Regions from separate parts of the Sus scrofa genome. Here regions 2 and 3 are each linked to region 1. Evidence: chromatin contacts called from public promoter capture Hi-C and targeted proximity ligation data. All regions are on one chromosome and are shown on one strand. The core of a region is the stretch at or near the end of the contact, and the rest is flanking DNA. Distances in the headings are between cores, read along the strand shown. Region 1 holds the start of PHF5A (PHD finger-like domain-containing protein 5A). Region 2 overlaps ACO2 (aconitase 2). Region 3 overlaps LOC110260631 (a long non-coding RNA gene).

Region 1 (3,952 bases), core at 882-3,381:
TGTCAAGGGGCAAAAATGCCATGAGCAAGAATTACAATCAATTCTGCAAAATCAACCAAAGGCACTCTCTAGCCACTCAGAGCTGAAATGAACTTGAACTGTCCCAAATTCAAAAGTCATCACATCCACCCTAACGTTCCTTAATGGTAGCACAAATTAGTGACTTCTGCACATCATGCACTGTGGTATGATTTAAAAATGCAGCATAGTTTCTGGGGGGAAAAAAAAAAAGAGAGAGAAAGTTCCTTTGTGGTGCAGTAGGTTAAGGATCTGGCATTGCCGTAGCTGTGGCACAGGCCACAACAGCAGCATGGTTCATCCCTGGCCTGGGAGCGTCCACATGTGGACACAGCCAAAAAAAAAAAAAAAGAGAGAGAGAAAGACATCAAATTGCCAGTGTTGACAAAAATTTGCTTTTCTCGCCTTTGTGTACTTGATGCAAAATAACTACCTTTTGTTGGAGTACACCCAGTTTGGTTTACAGAACTTGAAAATTATAACCTAGGTGACTGGCTGAACAGCCATCTCCTGACCATAGGAGTCTGCTGTGGATGGCCAAGTGTTCCTAAACGAAAGGAAAGATCAGAGGAAAAGCTTAGTATACACTCACATCCTTCTCCTGGATGGTGCACTCCTTACAATAATAGGCATCTGAAACTCCCGGGCCTCCGCAGATCACACAGCGCCCCTGGTAAGAGCCATAGTTACACTCGTCACATATGCGCACCAGGGTGCAGGGACGCACGTAGGAGTCACAGATCACACACTTGCCATCACCTGTAAGGAAAAGAGGTTGAATTACGCCCACTTGCAAGTACCTCAGGTCCTCTTCCTGCTATGGGTAAAAACACTATGTCCTTCTGACAGTGACTTTAGCCCTCTATTTTGGCATTATAAAATTGGTTTACCTAGCGTCCATTTCTCAATCTCCCCAACACATAGGAAAGCTAATCAATTAATATAAAGGGCTTAGAATAGCAGTCGGTAGATAAGTCTATATAATTGACTGGCAGAATGCTGTGTGTGTTGGGGGCAGGGTCATGCTACTTCTGGTCCAAAGCTAGAGGTTTTGTCAAAACCTAAATACAGTGCCTAAAATGTACAAGTTGGAGCGGGAAGGTGGCCTTTAGTTGCAGTCTGGCTTTGTATTAACATGCTTCCAATCATGTCTATCCAAAGCCCTCTTCGTGGCACCGCTGAAAATGTCCGTTGCTGCCACTATAGAAGCTGAGTGGGAGGGGTGGGCTGTTTGGAGAAGCGTGTTCCACTCACATTTTTCACACAGTCTTCCAATGGCTGCAAGATCAAAGGTGATAAAGAGTACAATTAGGATTAAGGTTTAGAAGAGGGGACAAAAGCCTCGAGCTTGAGTTGGGGACAGGTACAGGGTCTGCAGTGAGCCCTGAGAGGTCTTAACCATCGTATTCTCATAAACTTCAATCCGAACCAAATCCGCACCCTCGTAAGACCTCCCAGGTCCTGGGAAAACTGAGAATTTCTCTATCTCCGCAGCCCCTCTCCAGCTCTCAGCACGCGCGCCCCCGCCCCCCTTTCATCTGAGCCCACAAACCCACGCGCTCCTACACTACCGGCGGCGAGGCGGGAAACGGGGCGCCTCCGAAGCAACACCCTAAAGGAGTAATGGGAACCCCGGACTCTTAAGGTCCTAATACCATCCCCACCCAAACAGCCGGGGGCAGAAGACCGTCTCACCAACACCAGCCTGCTTGCGGCAAAAAATCAAGTCCGGGTGATGCTTAGCCATCGCTCGCGCTCAAACCACCGGAAGCTTAGGGAGCTTCCGCCAGACCTTTAACCCTGATTGTTCCTGCCTCCTCGTCGCCCTGATTGGTTCTCTAGGCGTCCATCAGCGTTTGCAATCTTTGCACCAAGCCCCGCTCATTCTCGCGTGATCAAAGCACTTAAATTCCGAAGACGAATTCCCGTTGGCAGTGGGGGAGTCAGGTCTTGGTAGGGGTGTGCGGGTCATTTAGGGAAAAAAAAAAAAAAAAACTTTCCCAGATTTGAATGGGAGGGACAAGTTGCAGAGCGCAAAGACGAAATTTGCACTTTGATATCTTTGTGCCGGGTATTTACTACCCCAACTTTTTAGGCAGCTCTCTCCCAATTCCCAGGTTGACTCTGGAGCTCCGCCCACGTCGCTCGCGGGAACGCCTTCAGCGTGACGCGTTTCTCCTCAGGTCACGCCCCTCACCGAAGGCCTTAAATAAGCCGCGTGTCACGTCACTTTCAAGCGACCTCATCTTTGTCAGTGCACAAAATGGCGCCTTACAGCCTACTGGTGACCCGGCTGCAGGTGAGCGAACCGAGAGCCCTCTAGGTTTACGGGGGCGGGGTACCTCTTTTGCGCTTGCGGCTATGGGCAAGGCAAGGCGAGGCGGGCCTGACCTCCGGCCGACTTTTCGCGTACCTGTCCCTTGCGCGGGCCCAGCGCAAATACCCGCTCCTCTGGCGCCCGAGGTCAGGGCGTCCCCGGCTCAGTCAGCTCTCAGCCCTGTCCCCGCCCCGCTGGAAGCAAGGGCCTAAGAAGCGGCGGCCGGGTGAAGAGTGGAGGCACGTCTTTCTCATTTTTGAGGACCGCAGTTTCTTCCCCCGTAAGGCTTTTTTTTTTTTTTTTTTTTTTCCTCCCCCGTTCCTCAAGGTGAGGACAAGGTGACTGGGGGGCGCGGTGGTTGGTAAGCGCGCTAGGCCCAGAGCCTGAAGGCCTCACTTTTCATCTCAGTAGCACAGAGTTGCTAGCCAGGTGCATCTACGGTTGCCAAACATGGAGTCTGTAGGGGGGGAAAAAAAAAAAACTATGACCTATTCCATCTTGTGGGGATCCTGCGGAACATGTACCCAAGAATTCGAGGGGGTGGGTTCCGTGCCCAGATGTAGCAAATAGTAATGATGACAGTAGTCTCTCAGCTTTGCACAAGATTGCAAGACTTAATTCCTCACCACATCGTTTGATTCATATCATCATTTCTGGAGATGATTATTTTTATTTGATAGGTGATGACGCTGTTAGAAAACAGGTAAAAGTTCTGCTCTCTGAGTCTTACCAAAGTGCTGTGGCCTGAGCATCTGCCCTACTACTCCCCATTCTCCTTGTCCCTTTCAGCCTGCCCTCACAGAACTTTTTGAGCCAGAGTGTGGTCCTGGAGCTGACATTTGTATTTGTGGGAGTTCCAGAATGGCGTATTTTGAGCTCACAATCAGTTGCTTTTCAGTTACTAGATGGGGAGGGTAAAAGAGACTCAACAGTTTGACCTTGACTGTCCTCTTTTGAACCATCTAGAAGATTGACTGACTGCCATTTCTTTTTTTTTCACTCCTGACTTGACAACCCTAGGAAGATGTTACACTCAAAGGTTCAATGTCAAGAACGTATTTCGTTAATAAAAAATCAAGCAAGCATTCTCCGACAACCTTTTACATTTAAATTTGTGAATCTACATTGGATCAAGTAGCACAACTATTATTGCAGAATTTAAAAAGAAGTAGTGTACTGTACTCTCAGAAAGTATTGTGTTGTCAGAAGTTTTTTTTTTTTTTTTTAAAGTTACATTGCTAAAATTTAAACCATATGGTTTAAAGGGAAATCATTTATCTTAAAATACTTAGGGTCTCTCAATTCTGGGCAAAGACAAGGATTTGTCCAAATTTTCTCTTAGATTTTTTTGTTTCTCCAAGTTAACAATGTGGAAGTAGTTGTTTCTTGCTGATCTTGCTGTCCCATCTGTAGTGAATCTGGGCAAGATTGTTTGAAAAGATAAATTATTACAGATCTGTTGAGCCTGGAAGAGAGGACTGATATCACAGTATTTTTGAACTGACACAGGATTTTGGAAAGCATGACCATTAGACCCCTACAGAAAGAGATCTGGACCATACCAGTACCACAGGTTGTATTCTTTTTTTTGGCCACACCTGCAGAATTTCCTGGGCC
Region 2 (3,952 bases), core at 801-3,300, 43 kb after region 1:
ATTCGTTAACCACTGCGCCAGGACGGGAACTCCCACATTTCTGTTTTTGCATCTATAAAATGGGACGGGTGGCGGTTCCTTCCCTGCTTGTGGATGGGCAGTGAGGACGTTGAGCGCGGTGCTGTTTCCGTTGTGGGCATTCCGTATGCGTCAGCCAGGTTTACCCATGGGGCGCCCACGGAGAGAGAACCACCCACCGTGAGGTGCAGTGGGACCGGCTGTCCACTCCATCCACCGCTTCCCATTGACAGCTCCCCTTCCCGACAGGGTCCCAGTTGATCCTGTGGTGGCTCCACCCCCCTCCCCCATTCACAGAGGACTCAAGTGCCAGAGGGACCCTTGGAGACGATGTAGCCCAGTTCCTTCCGCAAGTAAGGAACCTGAGACCCGGTGCGGGGAAGGGTTTATGTGGACCCACTCCCTGGCCAGGTGTCACCGAAGGAGCTGTGTCTCTGTACCTTTGCCGTTCTCCTGGGCCTGCCGGCGGACTGTGGGCCACCGTCCAAGCCTTTTGGAAACTGTTTGTCGAAGTCTCCGGCAGAGGGCCTGTCTTCACGGTGCCAGCATTTCGGAGTCGGGGTGGGGTGAAGGGAGGAGGCACGAGCACACTGTTGCTGATGCCCTGGTTATTGATTTGTCTCAACAGGACATAAACCAGGAAGTGTATAACTTCCTGGCAACTGCAGGTGCCAAGTACGGCGTGGGCTTCTGGAGGCCTGGCTCCGGAATCATTCACCAGGTAAAGCAGGGCCTGGCCGCCTTTGGGTGTGGGCAGGGGAACAGGCTGCCCTTCAGGAACAGAGAGCACCTGCGGGCCTGCGGGAGCAGGGGGTTCACGGGGCCGAGGAGGAATTGGATGACCTCTCCGAGCCCTTAGGCTCCTCTTCTTTCATTTTAAAATTAATTTTTGTATGTCAGGTTATACATTCTCACTCTCTGTGTGAGAAATTGAAGTAGTCCCTTCCAACATAAGAAAGAGAAGAGTCCCTTCTATACCACACACACACACACAACCGAGTGACCCGGTGATATATATATGTAACTTTCTTATATATGTATCTTATATGTATATGTATGTTTCATATATATATATATGTATATGTATGTTTCATATATGTATATGTATATGGCTGGGTCACTTTGCTGTACAGCAGAAATTGGTACATTGTAAATCAACTATGTTAATTAAAAATAATAATAAAAGGGGGAAAAAATTAAATAAATAAAATAGTCCCCTCTGACCCGCTTGGTAACCATCATTTTAAGGTGACATGTTTCCTGCCACATCTTCTTCCAAGCATTGTGGTACCATTTGTCTTCTGTTTTGCTTTCTTCCACGAGTGTTCTGCCTTGTTGAGTGGTTAGCTAATTTGATGAGTGCACACTGTGTGCCAGCCACCACTATCTGCAGATGGTAACCCTGGCCTCGCCTTGATGCTATGAGGCTGGTGGTTTTATCGTCCACACCTCACAGATGGGGACACTGGGGCGCAATGCAGTTCATCTCCTCGCCCAGGGCCACCCAGCTGGCCGATCGTGGAGCCAGGCTTCGCATCCAGGCAGCCTGGCCCTGGCGTCAGAGTTCCACCCCCCTGTGCTGCTTGGTGACCTCAGCCCCTTGCTGGTGTTCCAGAGGATGGAGGGACCACAGGCCGCGTGGCTGCCTAGGGCAGGCGTTCTCCTGGGGTCTCCCCAAAGATGGGTTATGTCTTGCTAGGCAGTTCTGTCTGTAAGTTCAAGTGTGTGTGTTTGTGTGTGTTTCTGGGGAGATGGGTGCTTAGCTTTCATGCCTGCTCAGGCTCGCTGACTGGCTTGTGGGGTGTGTACTGGTTAGAGTCCGTTTGCATCCATCCTGATTGTGAAACCTGCCTCCATCGTACCTTCCCAAGGTGACCCTCCCCAGGCCTCACTTCCCGGCCTCACTTCCCGGCCTTCCTTCAGGACAAGCTGAGTCAGGCTGTAATCCGACCCTGAGGGCTCTCAGCACTGCCGCACTCTGAAACCAGAGCCCGCAGATCCCCACTCTGCCCTTTCAGACCATGGCCCTGGCCAGGAAGGGGCGCCCTGGGAAGGGCAGGTCACATGGTCTGCAGGCACCAGAGAGCCTCTCAGCAGCAGGGCTTGGGAGTCAGGGACCCAGGCTTGGCCTTTTGTTGTCAGGTTGACCTCGATCCAAGTGTCCCCGTTCCACCTCAGTACAAACGCCCAGGCCTTTTTGGCAGCTTCGGGGTCAAAGTTTGGAGCTGTGAGTGCTGGCAGCTCACACCTGCCACTGGCCACCAACGAGGCGAACAGCCTGATGCATTTGCTCCTTTAAAAGGGAACTTGCCGGGGATCCCGTGATCTCTGTGCAGCTCTACCCTTCTTTGCCCTTGGTGTCAGGCGGCTTTAATCCACCGTGTCCAAGTCAAGCCTTCGTCCCTCTCCCTCCGCCTCGCAGGCCCTGGTGAGCCTTCCTCCTCTGCACGCTCTCCCCTTCCCGCCGTGAAGTCCCAGGCCCTCTGGGCCCAGCGCTCGGCTCCGTGTGTGATCCTCTGGGGGGCCCGTCTCATCACGAGCACGGTGTGTGCCAGGTGCCTTGCCTTCGGCCTTTCGTGCGCTGCAGGCACAGGAATGGGGGCTCACTCTCTTCGCTAGCTCGGGCCGGTGCCAGTCAGTAGAGAATAGGTCCTCAGTGTACGTGTGTCGTGCAGACGGATGGCTCACTTTCCAGTTTTACCTTCTGGATGGTAGTCCAGCCTTCTGGACTAAATACCCTTCTCCCCGCCACACCCCCATCCGACCGCTGAGGTCACCGCCACAGCCAGTGCTTTGTGTTGCTTCCTGCGGTCCTCGGGTCTGCACTGATCACTCCCCTCTGACATGGACCACAGTCGGTCTCTGCTGTGCGACCAAACTGAATTCTCTGTGTCTGGTCTTCACGGATCAGCCTTTTCCAACCTTGAGGAACTTGAGAGGTTAACTAGTTTTAAATCTTTGCACATGGCCGAGGCAAGGTGGGCCAGAGAACTGAAACAGTTAAACGGTGTCCTCTCCAACAGCTGTTCTCTGTCAGGGATTTCTTCTGTGCTGGCCTGTTCTCCCAGCCGGCTGCCTCGTTCCTGGGGAAGAAACCGGGTCTTCTAACTCGATGCGTTTCCAAGGAGCCGAGCCCCCTCGAACCTTGCTGAGTCTACTGGGCAAGATGCCTCGCCCGAGGCAGAGGTCCTGGGGTTCTGTGATATTCCGGGGAGCCTGCCCCCATTCAGTCGGTTCTGACAGTTCACAGAGCCTTTCACGTCCTCGATCTCGTATGTCCTCCCCAACATCCTTAGGTGTGTGTCGGGGTGTAATTCCATCTGACAGGTCAGCAGAGCCTCAGATGAAGAAGCCTGCTGCAAAATAATAAATACAAACAATGCCTCTCCCAGGCACTGCTACAGCTTGATGTGCCTGTTCCATTGAGTGATTGCTGTGACCCGATGAGGCGAACACTGTCGTTAGCAACATTTTTCTTTTTGGGGGGTGTGTGTCTTTTTAGGGCTGCACCCGTGGCATACGGAAGTTCCCAGGCTAGGGGTCAAATCAGAGCTGTAGCCACCAGGCTACTCCACAGCTCATGGCAACGCTGGATCCTTAACCCACTGAGCGAGGCCAGGGATGGAATCTGCGTCCTCAAGGATGCTAGTCGGGTTCATTGCCACTGAGCCACGACGGGAATTCCAGCAACTTTTTTAGATGGGAAGCCTAGGCTTGGAGAGGAAGTGACTACTAGAAGGTGGTGGGGCCAGAACCCAGACCCAGGCGTGGTTCGTTTTGGCCACGGCTTTCCTAGAGCAGTCGTGTAGCCCCCAGTGGCCAGCATCTCAGGTGTCTGGGTGGCGGGCAGATCTTACTGGGAAGCTGCCCCTGTAGCTTCGTCAGGTATTTGGGGACTGTGCCCCTGGCCAGCTCCTTCCCAGCTAGGAGAGGG
Region 3 (3,952 bases), core at 900-3,399, 46 kb before region 1:
TTGGTGGGCCGGAGTGACGTGGCGGGAGGGAAGCTGGGAATGTATCCTTTTCAAACAAAATTAAATATTTTGAGATGAGAATTGTGGGGCTGTCTTTTCTGTCCCCCTCCCCACTTCAAGGCCAAGTCACCTAACCACTCTGGGCCTCCGTTTCCTCATCTGTCCAGATGGAAGTCATTTCTGCCTGCTTCCTTCATGATTTATTGAGAAAGGACACATATCAGGCCCAGGACAGTTGAAACAAAGAAAAGTGCTCTACCACTGGTAGAAGGACAGGGAACTGCTCTTGAAAAGTGGCCCCAAACAGAGAACACTCAATGGCAAAGTGTAAAAAAAGTAAAAAGACTTGGAGTTCCCTTGTGGCTCAGTGGGTTAAGGATCCGGTGTTGGAGTTCCCGTCATGGCTCAGTGGAAACGAATCTGACTAGTCTCCACGAGGATGCGAGTTTGATCCCTGGCCTCGCTCAGGGGGTTAAGGACCCAGCATTGCTGTGAGCTGTGGTGTAGGTCGCAGACGTGGCTTGGATCTGGCGTTGCTGTGGCTGTGGTGGACCCCTAGCCTGGGAACTTCCGTACATCACAGGTGCAGCCCTAAAAAGCAAAAAAAAAAAAAAAAAAAGGATCCCATGTTGTCACTGCTGTGGCATGGGTTTGATCCCTGGCCTGGAAGCTTCTGCACGCCATGGGGGCAGCCAAAAAAAAAAAAAAAAAAAAAGTCTGGAAGAGTTGGGGGCTGGTGGTGGGATTCTAGAGGTTTTCCTTTTCTGCTTCTGCCACATTTTCTGTCTACTGCCATGAGACAGTCACAATTAAAAGACAATTTTATACCCAAGGGTAAAGCCATTTGCTGAGCACCAGAACTGTCATGCTGATTTGCTCAGCATTGATGTCCCCAGGTCCCCTGCTCAGGATGGGCCCAGACTCGTGGGGTGGGCACAGAATTGGTGGCCTCATCCTTGGCAGTGCCCACTGCAAATTCACCCCCCTCCCTGCAGTTCCAGGCCCTCGTCACGCTGCTTCTGCTCCCTCCGTGTGCAGAGCTGGCGCTGCCGCCTCCTCAGTGAGCCCTGGAGCTGACTTTACACAACGAGGCCGTTCTCCCCTGCTTCCCATTCCCATGCTTCATGTTGTTAACATTCAGGGCTCCTGAGGTTGGAAGGAACCAGGAACTGTTTTGTTTCTAGAGAAAAACATGCATTTGGAGTTTGGAGATGGACTGGCAAGGTGGACTTTTTTTTTTATGGCCACACCCTTGGCATATGGAAGTTCCCAGGCCAGGGATTGAATCCGAGCTGCAGCTGAGACCTGTGCTGCAGCTGCAGCCATGCTACATCCTTTAACCCACTGCGCTGGGCCAGAGATCAAACCCACGCCTCCACAGCAACCCAAGCCACTGCAGTCAGATTCCTAACCCACCGTGCCACAGCAGGAACCTCAAGGTGGACTTTTTTTTTTCCTTTTAGGGCCGCACCCACAGCATATGAAATTTCCCAGGCTAGGGTTCGAATCGGAGCTGCAGCTGCTGGCCACAGCCACAGCAAAGCGGGATCTGAGCCATTTCTACAGCCTACTCCACAGCCCATGGCACCACCAAATTCTCAACCTACTGAGCAAGGCCAGGGATTGAACCTCTGATCTCAGGGATACTAGTCAGGTTCACTACTTCACCAGTTCATGGGAACTCCCCACGGTGGGCTTTAAGTGGCTATTTTACCAATAAACATTGAAGCTCAGAAAAGCAAAGTGATATGCCCCCAAACTAAACAGCAAGGCTAAAATTCAAACCCAGAGTGGGTTTCAAATTCAAATTCCCAGACTCTCCTTATCCTCGGGTTCCAGCTTTTCACCACTTGTGCTCTTGGAGCTTGCTGCTCCTGAGAGCTTCCAGAGCCTTCCAGCCCAGCCTCCCCTCGTCCCAGCTCCCAGGATCCTGAACACCTGCTGCGTCCTAGGCCTGGGCTGGGTGCTCTGAGGCTCTATCTTATTTCACAGTGGGGGGTGTTGTCACTCCTTTGTACAGACAGGGAAATCAAAGTTTAGAGAAACCTCATTCAGCAAATATTTACTAAATGTCTATTTGGTGTCAACCTTGCTGCCAGCCTTCACAGTCTGCTTGGAAAGACAAACATTACAAGGACAAAAAATAATAGAATGATGGGTTGTGGTAAGTGGTGTGGCTGAGAAGATAGGGGATCTGGGAGAGGACAGGGACGACCTCTGTGTGGGTGACATTTAAGCCAAGACCAGAAGGGTGAGTGGAGGTGACTTACCCCCACGGCTCCCATACGAATTGGGCACAGAACCGAGTCCTTCGGGCAGCTTCTGACCCCCATCCATACACCTCAGTTCGCAGGCAGATGCAGCCTGACTAGCTGGTCTAAGGGGTAAGGCACAAGGAAAGCAGTTACAAGAGGACCTTAGGTGCTTAGAACCCTGTCACCCTAGTCTCCTGTCCCTGAGGTTGGGAATAAGAGGTCAAGAAAGCCCGGGAGAAGTTCCCGTCATGGCTCGGTGGAAACGAACCTGACTAGCATCCATGAGGACTTGGGTTCAATCCCTGGCCTCACTCAGTGGGTTAAGGATCCAGCGTTGCTGTGAGCTGTGGTGTAGGTGGCAGACGTAGCTCGGATCCCTTGTTGCTGTGGCTCTGGCGTAGGCCGGCGACTACAGCTCCAATTAGACCCCTAGCCTGGGAACCTCCATATGCTGCAGGCGCAGCCCTAAAAATACAAAAAAAAAAAAAAAAAGAAGAAGCCCAGGGAGGCAAATGTAACTCAAACAGAATCTAGTTTCCAGGGTCAAAGCTGCCCCACCCCCCGAGCTACCTTGTGGTGTCCAGGGGCTGCTACAGGGTCAGCCCTGGGCACAGGTGATTGGTCAAGGAGTGAACATGTGACCCAATCCGTTGTAGGCACAGTTGATTGGTCAATGATGGAACACGTGCCCCAACTGGGTCTATGAAGACCTTCCCTGAAATTTGTGAACCTGAGATCTGTTTCTGGAGACGACCTGTTGTAACCCACTGTGTTTTCTACTTTGTATACAAATACTCTTACAAACACAGATTTGTGCTGCCACAGGAACTGTGGGCTTGGAATATGTCAAAGCTGGGAGATCTCTGGCCAGCATGTGGCAGATAAGAATACAGACTAAGAGGGAGCTCCCTGGTGGCTCAGCAGCTTAAAGATCTGGTGTTGTCACTGCTGTGGCTATAGTTACAGCTGTGGCATGGGTCTTATCCCTGGCTTGGAACTTCCGCCTGCCATGGGTGCAGCCAAAAGCAAAAAACACAGGTTTGGAGTTAGTCCTGGGTTCAAATCTGCCTCCATCACCAATTTGGGATGTGATCTTGGGCAAGTCACTTCCCTGTCTGGGCCTCTGAATTTTATCCATAGAATGGGACACCAGCCTCACAGACACCTGGCAGCTGCCACTGAGGTGCCTACTTGGAGGTGAGCCCCTCAGGGCCTGGCAACTGACAGCCATGGGGAGGGGGCCCATCAGAGGGTATGGGAGGCAGCCAGAGAGCAGCTCTGTGGCCCCAGCAAGTGGCTCTACCTCCCTAAGCTGTTTCTCTCTCTGTACCATCAGGCTGTGCCACACAGATAACATACAGGTGCCTGACATGCTGCACTTCTGCCACCCACCTGCCTGGAGGACAAACCTCCACAGCTGGACACATGCCCCCTCCCCTGACTGTACCAAACTGCCAGACAGCCCTCACATGCCTCTGCACTGTGCTACGCCAGCCTGGCTGGCACTCCCGACTCCAGCACCTAAGCTGGGAAAGCTGCCAGCCAGAGACAGGGCTGAGCAGCAGAGGAAATCAGAGACTGGGTTGAAGATGGGTGCCCCCAGCCCCTCACCAGCCCTCACCAGCCCTCAACATGTTCTCAGTTCAGCAAACATTCCCAACCGTGCAGGCCGACGCCTGGACCCAGGAGAGCGAGAG

The links. Promoter capture Hi-C pulls out the DNA fragments that hold promoters and counts their contacts.
Region 2: a targeted proximity ligation map of skeletal muscle shows a contact between it and region 1. A contact is called at or near these places in 2 of 5 promoter capture datasets (fetal skeletal muscle and liver), 15 of 47 Hi-C or Micro-C datasets (alveolar macrophages, embryonic fibroblasts, fetal heart ventricle and 6 more) and 2 of 2 datasets of targeted methods (alveolar macrophages and skeletal muscle).
Region 3: a contact with region 1 is called in a promoter capture Hi-C map of liver, with 3 times the contacts expected there. A contact is called at or near these places in 1 of 5 promoter capture datasets (liver), 21 of 47 Hi-C or Micro-C datasets (alveolar macrophages, blood, brain and 10 more) and 2 of 2 datasets of targeted methods (alveolar macrophages and skeletal muscle).

Annotation. Positions count from the first base shown.
Region 1 is chr5:7,069,324-7,073,275 of Sscrofa11.1, reverse strand. PHF5A (PHD finger-like domain-containing protein 5A) reads right to left here and starts at 2,131. Exons shown (of 4, transcript XM_021091456.1): 1 at 1,714-2,131; 2 at 1,273-1,296; 3 at 611-777. The coding sequence starts at 1,765. It overlaps ACO2 (aconitase 2), which reads left to right and starts at 2,253. Exons shown (of 19, transcript NM_213954.1): 1 at 2,253-2,317. The coding sequence starts at 2,282.
Region 2 is chr5:7,026,694-7,030,645 of Sscrofa11.1, reverse strand. ACO2 (aconitase 2) reads left to right here. Exons shown (of 19, transcript NM_213954.1): 4 at 647-739. Among named protein-coding and RNA genes, the nearest start is that of POLR3H, 29 kb to the right of the region's middle.
Region 3 is chr5:7,115,483-7,119,434 of Sscrofa11.1, reverse strand. LOC110260631 (a long non-coding RNA gene) reads right to left here. Exons shown (of 3, transcript XR_002343883.1): 3 at 1,590-2,377. It overlaps TEF (thyrotroph embryonic factor), which reads left to right. Exons shown (of 5, transcript XM_021091460.1): 5 at 1-81. Among named protein-coding and RNA genes, the nearest start is that of TEF, 18 kb to the left of the region's middle.